Linked DNA regions of Muntiacus reevesi: region 2 is linked to region 1. Evidence: chromatin contacts called from public Hi-C data. All regions are on one chromosome and are shown on one strand. Each heading gives the region's core, a stretch centred on a gene start, on an enhancer-like site or on the middle of the called end of the contact. The rest is flanking DNA. Distances are from core to core; before and after follow the strand shown.

Region 1 (3,899 bases), core at 708-3,207:
GTGAGGATGTGGAGAAACTGGATCCATGATAAATTGCTGCTGGGACTGTAAAATAATACAGAGTAATATAATTTTTGTAAATGATATCTTGACCCTGGCTAGAGGTTGGTCAGTTTTCCTTCCTGAGCACCCCATTAAGCCCAAATTCCCAACTATTGATTTACTGGGCTCAGCATTATTTGTTGTTTTTGCTGTCAGTCACTAATTCATGTCCGACTCTTTGGGACCCCATAGACTGCAGCACAGTAGGCTCCCCTGTTCTTCACCATCTCCCAGCGTTTGCTCAAATTTATGTCCACCGAGTCGGTGATGCTCCTTCTCCTTATGCCTTCAATATTCCCCAGTATCAAGGTCTTTTCCATGAGTCGGCTCTTCGCATCAGGTGGCCAAAGTATTGGAGCTTCAGCATCAGTCCTTCCAATGAATATTCAGTCTTGATTTCCTTTTAGGATTGACTGGTTTGATCTCCTTGCAGTCCAAGGGACTCTCAGTTGTCTTCTCCAGCACCACAATTCCGAAGCAGCAATTTTTCAGCGCTCAGCCTTCTTTATGTTCCAACTCTCACATCTGTATACAACAACTGGAAAAACCTTAGCTTTGACTATAGGGGTCTTTGTCAGCAAAATGATGTTGCTGCTTTTTAATATGCTATCTAGTTTTGTCATAGCTTTTCTTCCAAGGAGCAGGTATCTTTTAATTTCATGGCTGCAGTCACCACCCACAGTGATTTCGGAGTCCAAGAAAATAAAATCTGTCCCTGCTGCCACTTTTATCCCTTCTATTTGCCATGAAGTGATGGGACCAGATGCCATGATCTTTGTTTACTGAAGGTTGAGTTTTAAGCCAGCTTTTTCACTCTCTTCTTTCACCCTCATCAAGAGGTTCTTTAGTTCCTCTTCACTTTGTGTCATTAGAGTGGTATAATTTGCCTATCTGAGGCTGTTGATACAGCTCCTGCAATCTTGACTCGTTTGGGAGTCATCCAGCCCAGCATTTCACATGATATATACTCTGCAAGTAAGTTAAATAAGAAGGGTGACAATATACAGCCTTGTCCTACCCTTTCCCAATTTTGACCCAGTCCGTTGCTCCATGCATCTTTATTGTATTTTAACAGTCTGCAGGTCGAGCCTCTCACCCCCATGCTGTGACCTTACCCCTGGCAGGCTGGAGCCTGACTCTTCTCTCTGCCCTGCTTGGAGCACAGGGCCTTGACCACTAGTTAACTAATGCACCCTCATGCAAACACCATCTATCAGCTCAGTCCTTTCTCTGCTCATTTTCAACCACCACCTTAATAGAACATTTTGATCTTCGAACACAGCTCAGGACAGTTACATCTGGCTAGGATCCCACCACCAGAATTGTCCTTGAATTTACTGGACTGAACAACCATTTATGGACTGAAACGGGCCATTAACTATTATTTTCTGCATATCTGAGGCTAGAAGAATCATTCACGACCAAATGTCTTGTTTTAGAGGGATCAAGATACTGGCTAAGCTCAAAAGTCTGAAAGCCTGTCCTGTTTCCAAGTAACTGACAGGCCAAATGAAAGGGAGGAAGATCAAGGAAAAAAGAGAAGAGAGGGACAAAACTGAACGGCCTGAGACCAAAAAAAAAAGAAGAAAAAAGTGTTAGTTGGAAAGAGTAGGAGCGTTAAGAAGATGATTAAGTATAAACGACAAGGCAGTAACAAGCGAAGAGAGCGGGAAGACGGGAACTCAGACCCTGAGAGGCGGGCACCGGTCACTTGCTCCCCAGAGCCGGGAGGGTGAAGAGAAAGGGCGGGGCCTGCGGAAGCTGCGAGCGGAGAGCGACCGCCCCGGATGCTGAGTGGTCGCGCCCTGCGGCGGTGGCCAATGGGCGCCCGGGATGTTGGAGCGGCAGCGTCAGTGGCGGCGCTCTCTCGCTCGCTCGCTCGCTCGCTGCGGAGGGGGTGAGGTGGGGGAGGGGGACGGCGGCCGCCGCCATGATGCTTGTTTGCTTTCAATGAAAACAAGGGGGACGCGGAGGAGGAGGAGGCGGCGGCGTCGGTGGCGGCGGCGTCGGCTGCGCGGGGGCGAAGGCAGCGGTGGGTGCAGCGAAAAGGGAGAGACCGGAGGCCGAGAGGCCGGGAGGGCGTAGTGGCGGCCCGTCGAGGAGGCTGAAGCGGGCGGCTGACGCGGTGGATCTCGGAGGGGGAACAAAGAGCGGCGACTAAGGCGGCAGAGGAGCGGCGACGGCGGCGCTGCAGCTGCGGGCGGGACTGGTATGGTGGTTCCACAGGTCAGACCCCGCTGCACTCACAGGGAGGAGGCGGCGGCAGCGGCGGAGGAAGGCGGTGCACCCCAGGAGGTGAGCGAGACCGGTCCGAGGCCCAGCCGGGCGCTGCTCCTCGCACTGGCGGTGCACGGGCCCCTCTCAGTCGTGTCCCGGGGACCGTAGCGCGGGGCACTGGAGCGAGAGCACCTTAAGTTTTGTGGGCGGCGGGCCCGCAGCTTGGAGGAGATGGCGGCTGTTGAGGGGTGCTTAGATGCGCAGCTGTCGCGATCCCGCAGATTCCGGGACCGCGCCCCCGCGCAGAGTCCGGGGCTGAGGGGTGTTGATTGACGGCGGAGGTGGGGGCACGCAGCGGGGGCTCCGGGGTTGGGGGATGCCCTGGCTCTCGACTCTGGCTCTGGTCACTCGCAGGAGGAGAGTTGGTGTCTGGTACTCTTGACCAGGATGGGTGGCAACTTTGGAGAAGTGGCAGTGTGGGATTGCGCGAAGTGTAGTATGGAACTTCGCAGTTACCGCAGAGCGGGAAACTGTTCCCCCCAAATGTGTTTAAAATTAAGTTTAATGCAATTATTTTTTGCGGGAGGGGGGATGGATTGGCAGAATGGGAATGCCATGGTTAAAGAAGCCCTTAGCAGCAGATGGAGAGATTAGGATATTGCTGAGGACTCAGAGACACAATTACTTGAAGCTTTTATGTTTAATAACCTAAATCTTGTCTTTCCTCCTTTTTTCTAAGTACCAGTCATTATTTTCTTCAGTAACTTTTTTTCTTTTGACCCTTCTCCTTCTATACCTTTCTTGAAGAACTTGCTAAGTAATACCTGTAACCTATTCTTGAACTGTTAACTGCAAAAGACCAAGTTGTGAATGGTCGTTTTGCTTGTCCTTTTTGATGTATTATTGTGTTAAACTGAGGTTTAAATAATCTCCTTGAATATGAGTTCCCATCCTTATTTCCAGGTGGATTGCCCCCTTAGTGGTAGTGCAGAATCTTCTTGCCTCTTTGTGTCTGGGGATTTTAATTTTGGGGAGGAAGAGAGTGAATATGAACAGGTGAAAAATAAAATGGCATATAATACACTTTTCGTTTTTCTGAATGCACTAGAGTTTATCATCCCAAAATAGTTTTGTAGGCTGTAGGAGCTATGTCCATTGATCAGAAGGTTTTGAAAACTTGTTTTGTAATTGCTGTCAGAGTAATTATTCCATTCTTTAGAATGTGATGACTATTAGAATAAAAATAGCTTAATATTTTTAGACCAGTGATCTAGTACAGTCCTCTTGCTTTAAACAAAATTTTTGAATCGCTACTAATGAGGAAACAAACTTAGGTTAAAGCGACTTGCCCAAGATATTACAGTTAAGAGGGAAAGGACCAGGTTTTGTGTTAAGTGTGAGAGCACATGAGTGATGTACTTGACAAAGATTAGTTCTTTTGGGAGGGCAGAGTGTGTTTTAATGAATGGAAGTTATTTGAAGTAGTTGAGCCTGATCAGTTTCAGTAGGTGAACAAGACACTTAATGAAATGGTCAAAAAGCGAGGATGTGACAAAAGACAAAGTTTCTTGTGAAGCTAAGAAGATTTTGCATAGTTTCAGAAGTTTCTTCCTCAGTGGTAATGTGTTAATAGATGAAGA
Region 2 (3,899 bases), core at 744-3,243, 220 kb before region 1:
GACCCCAATATTGGGCTGAATATGGGAGAAGGGGATGACAGAGGATGAGATGGTTGGATGGCATCACCGACTTGATGGACATGAGTTTAAGCAAGCCCCAGGAGTTGGTGATGGACAAGGAAGCCTGGCGTGCTGTAGTCCATGGGATCTCAAAGAGTTGCACACGACTGAGTGAGTGAACTGAACTGACTGGGCTGAAGCTCCCCCTTCACCCTGCCCTTCCCCACTTCTTGCCTTCCCCTAGACCTGACAAGCTTCTCATCACCATTCAAGTCAACTCCAGCACCAGCCAAGCACCACCACCTCCTCCAAGCTCCCACAGCACAGCCCCTCCTCTACAGCAAGCTGTCCGAGCACTGTCTGCATGTCTGCTTTCTCTACTGGGCTCTTGGGCTCTCCGGAGGAAGGGACCCTGTTGCTACTGCCTTTGTGTCCCCAGGGCTGAGCAGAAAGCTGACCTAGATAATGTAGAATTCAGTCAATGTGTCCTGAATGCGAGGAAGGAAGTTAGAGCTAAAACATTATAAAAATGTCAGATTTTATATTACAGCTTGTTCTGATAGTTACCAAATAAAGGGGTCAAGGACATCAAAATGTTTCACAAAACTAAAGCAACCTACCATCTGCATACAAGTTTCACAAGTTAGTCAGAAGTCACTAAACAGAGAAAGCAGAGGCAACAGGCTGGCAGGGTCATTCATTCATTCATTCACTCACTTAACTAATATTACTGAATACTTACTGTGTGCTTTCTAAGCACTGGGGATAAAGCAGTGGACAAATCAGACAACTACCTGTTTTCATAAAGCTATAATCCTAATGGGAGAAACAGAAAATAAACAGGCAAATCAATAGAATAGTTTCAAACCAGATACTGGAAAGAAAATTAACATAATGAGACAGAATGACTAAAGGAATAAAAAGGGTGGTCAAGAACAGCATACTGTAAATTGAAACATGTGAGGAGAAGGACCAGAAGGAGTCAGCTCTGCAAAGATCTGGGAGGCAACTCCAATCACTGGATACAAATGCAAAGGTCCTGAGGTAAACAGGGCTGAATGTTCAAGGCCAGTAAGATGCGTAGGTTAGGAGACCAGTGCTCCGGGTTGGGGGACTTATCGGGGGTGAGTTGGTCAGGGCCCGCTCAGGCACTGCTGGGCACTGAGTATGCAATGACAAGGCACTTGGGGAGCACGAGGATGGAGGACTCTGGGCGGACTCTGCTACACTCAAACCAGCAAGCAGTATCCCGCCCATTTTTCCACAAGTGTGCACCGGGCGGGCTCCTGCCCAGGGGCTTTCACACACATTCAGAGAGCTTGACAACAACCCTGTCCAAAAAGGGGAGACATTTCCCCCACTTTGCCGAGGGGAAAACAGAGGAACAGCAAGGATCAGTGCCTTCGCCAAGGTCGCAGGAATCAGATCCCAGGCTTCTGAGCATCCGGGAGGAGGTATGCAGCTGGGTGCCAAACAATCGGGGCGGGGGAGGGGGCGCCCACAGACCCTCCAGCAGGTCTGCCGGGGCCAGAGCGGGTAGCGAGCCCGCAGCTGTGGGGCGAGGACAGCCGGGCGTAAGGGGGTGACTGCGGCAGCCTGGAGGACGAGGGGCTGCGGCCGGGGTCGCCAGCACCCCGCAGACCCCGGTCGGCCCACAGAACTCGGTCTTCCCGCTCCGCACCCCCCTGTCCCCGCGGAGCCTGGCCCCGCGGCCTTCCCGCCGCCCCTCCCCGGCGAGGCTCGGTCCCAGAGTCCCCGCTGGGCCTAACCCGCCCGCCGGGCTCACCTCGCCTCCCCGCCGCCGCGCCAGAGGGAGAGGGCTGGCGGGCGGACTGGCGGCGCAGCGCGCTAGCTGCTCGCGGCTCCGCTGCCCCGGGCTCGGCCGGCCGCCCCGCCCCGCTCTGCTCCGCTCCGCCCCGCCGCCGCCGTCGCCGCCGCCGCAAAGGGTGTGAGGGGCGCCGGGGCGCTTAGGACCCTTCCGGTCTGGATTGCTTCTCCTCCGCTGCAGCCGCCGCCGCGGCGCCCGGCCTGACCGATCCGTGCCCCGGCCAATCAGCGCGCGGGAAGCTGGGCGGGCGCGGCCAATCGCGCGCGCGCGGGGCTGGGGCTACTGCCGGGCGGCTCCGGAGGAGAGGTGGGGCCAGCCCGGCGCTGGTTGACCAGTTCTTCGGAGAGCGGCGCTCGGCGTCCGCGCTGCCGATCGCTCTGCGTCTTATTGACGCAGGCCCGGCTCGGCGCGCCGACTGAGCTCTACAGGCGCCCGCGATGCGGCGGCCGAACACCGCGCTGGGAGGCGATAGAGAAGGGGACTGACGGAACCGAAAGCCTGGCCGCTGGGCTTGCAGGTGCAGACTGACAGCGGCGAGTCGGTCTGGAGGAAGGTGGAGAAGGTCCATGAGGGGAGGGCCAGGGCGACGGGGCCTTGGCGTCCAGGACTGGGAGGCGGAGGCGGCAAGGACGTGGAGACGAGAGGAACGGACCTTGGATTCCTTTTCTCACTGTGAAGGAGTTTGAGGGTTGCTGCCAGAAGCCGAGGCATGGGAGAAGATGGCCATGTGTAGGCACCTGGGCCCGGCAGGTCAGTGACAGAGGGGAGGAGGAGACTGGCTGGTGAGCCTGGAGCAGAGTTCAAGCCTCTCGAACAAAAATTGCCACCATCGAGGATTATGGGAAACTCAGGAGGTCTGACTCTCAGAGCTGTAGTTTTACAAAGGATCATTCCTGGTCTTCTCAGAGGAGAATGGCAGAGGGAGGAGAGGGAGGAGAAGGGAGGGAATGGAGTGCAGTGCTGAGGGCCCTTAGGACCTATGATTTGTTGGTAGTGACCTTCTTCAGAGGCATCTCCCCCGGCTAGCCTCTGGATCTGGTTCCAGCAGGTCTGAAGGTGTGAAATGATGGGTGAGTTGTTGTCAGATCCGTGTTTCCATTAGCAAAGCTAGAAGTGAGGCACGAAGCCTGGACCCATTGGGGAAGATCTCAGAGCTCAGTGGGTGGGGCGAGAGGACTTTGGGGATGGGGAGACTTGTGAACTGTAAAGGAGGAACAGCCCTCATAGGGTGGCCAGGGCAAGGGCCAAACTGGAGGGAAGGAGCAGGACTCTGCAAATGGGGAAGTTAAGGGGCTAAGGGGCTCCGAGCAGAGTGGCAGAATTTGGGGAGACTGGCAAGCCTGTGACCCAGGGCCAGGCTGGGGGCACCAGGCCCTCAGAAGAGGGGTAGTGTAGAGGAAGGGATCCAGGTACAGAGTTCCCCTTAGGCCACCCTCGTCTTGGCTACCAGAGCGAGTTTTCTAAAACTAAGCATGGCCCATCCGCGTTTGAAATTGTAGTTCCCGAGTGTAGCCTGCACTGATGAGGGCCCACCTGATAGGCTCCTGCCCACACCCAACCATGCTGCTCTCTGTTCTGGAAGCACAACAGAAAATAGGAAGCAACAATTGCCACCATCAAGGATTATGGGAAACTAAGGAGGTCTGGCTGTCAGAGCTGTTGGTTTACAAAGGAGCGTTCCTAGGTGCCTTTCAGATTAGAAAGGAGCACCTATTCTCAGATACACTGCAGTCCTGACTTTGCAGCAATCACCCCCATGCAAAGTGAGTTCCAAAAATCATTGTACACATCAGAGGAGAGCATGTCATGTAGTTTTCTGAAAGGATTCCGCTTTTTTCTGGCTTATGACGTGCAGTGAACGTTTATGGACACAGCTGAAGTGACAGGATAGAGGTCAGGGAGCTGGCCTGTACTTGGAAGAGTGTACAGAATTCCAGTGGAGGCTAACAAGTGAGAAGATTCTGCCACAAGTGTGTTGAGAACTGCAGGGATGGGGGAGAGGGGAACATATGGGCATGACTGACAGCTGATCTAGCCTGCCAGGTGGGGAAAAGCAGTTGAGGAAGGCCTC

What was found. A called contact is a pair of places that touch in the nucleus more often than the background predicts.
Region 2: a Hi-C map of muscle shows a contact between it and region 1, with 2.3 times the contacts expected there. The contact joins the promoter of MAPK9 here to the promoter of CNOT6 in region 1. A contact is called at or near these places in 2 of 3 Hi-C or Micro-C datasets (blood and muscle).

What each region holds. Positions count from the first base shown.
Region 1 is chr1:179,683,720-179,687,618 of mMunRee1.1, reverse strand. CNOT6 (CCR4-NOT transcription complex subunit 6) reads left to right here and starts at 1,957. Exons shown (of 12, transcript XM_065917239.1): 1 at 1,957-2,337.
Region 2 is chr1:179,900,187-179,904,085 of mMunRee1.1, reverse strand. It overlaps MAPK9 (mitogen-activated protein kinase 9), which reads right to left and starts at 1,993. Exons shown (of 12, transcript XM_065917241.1): 1 at 1,787-1,993. It overlaps LOC136155484 (a long non-coding RNA gene), which reads left to right and starts at 2,161. Exons shown (of 3, transcript XR_010660831.1): 1 at 2,161-2,578.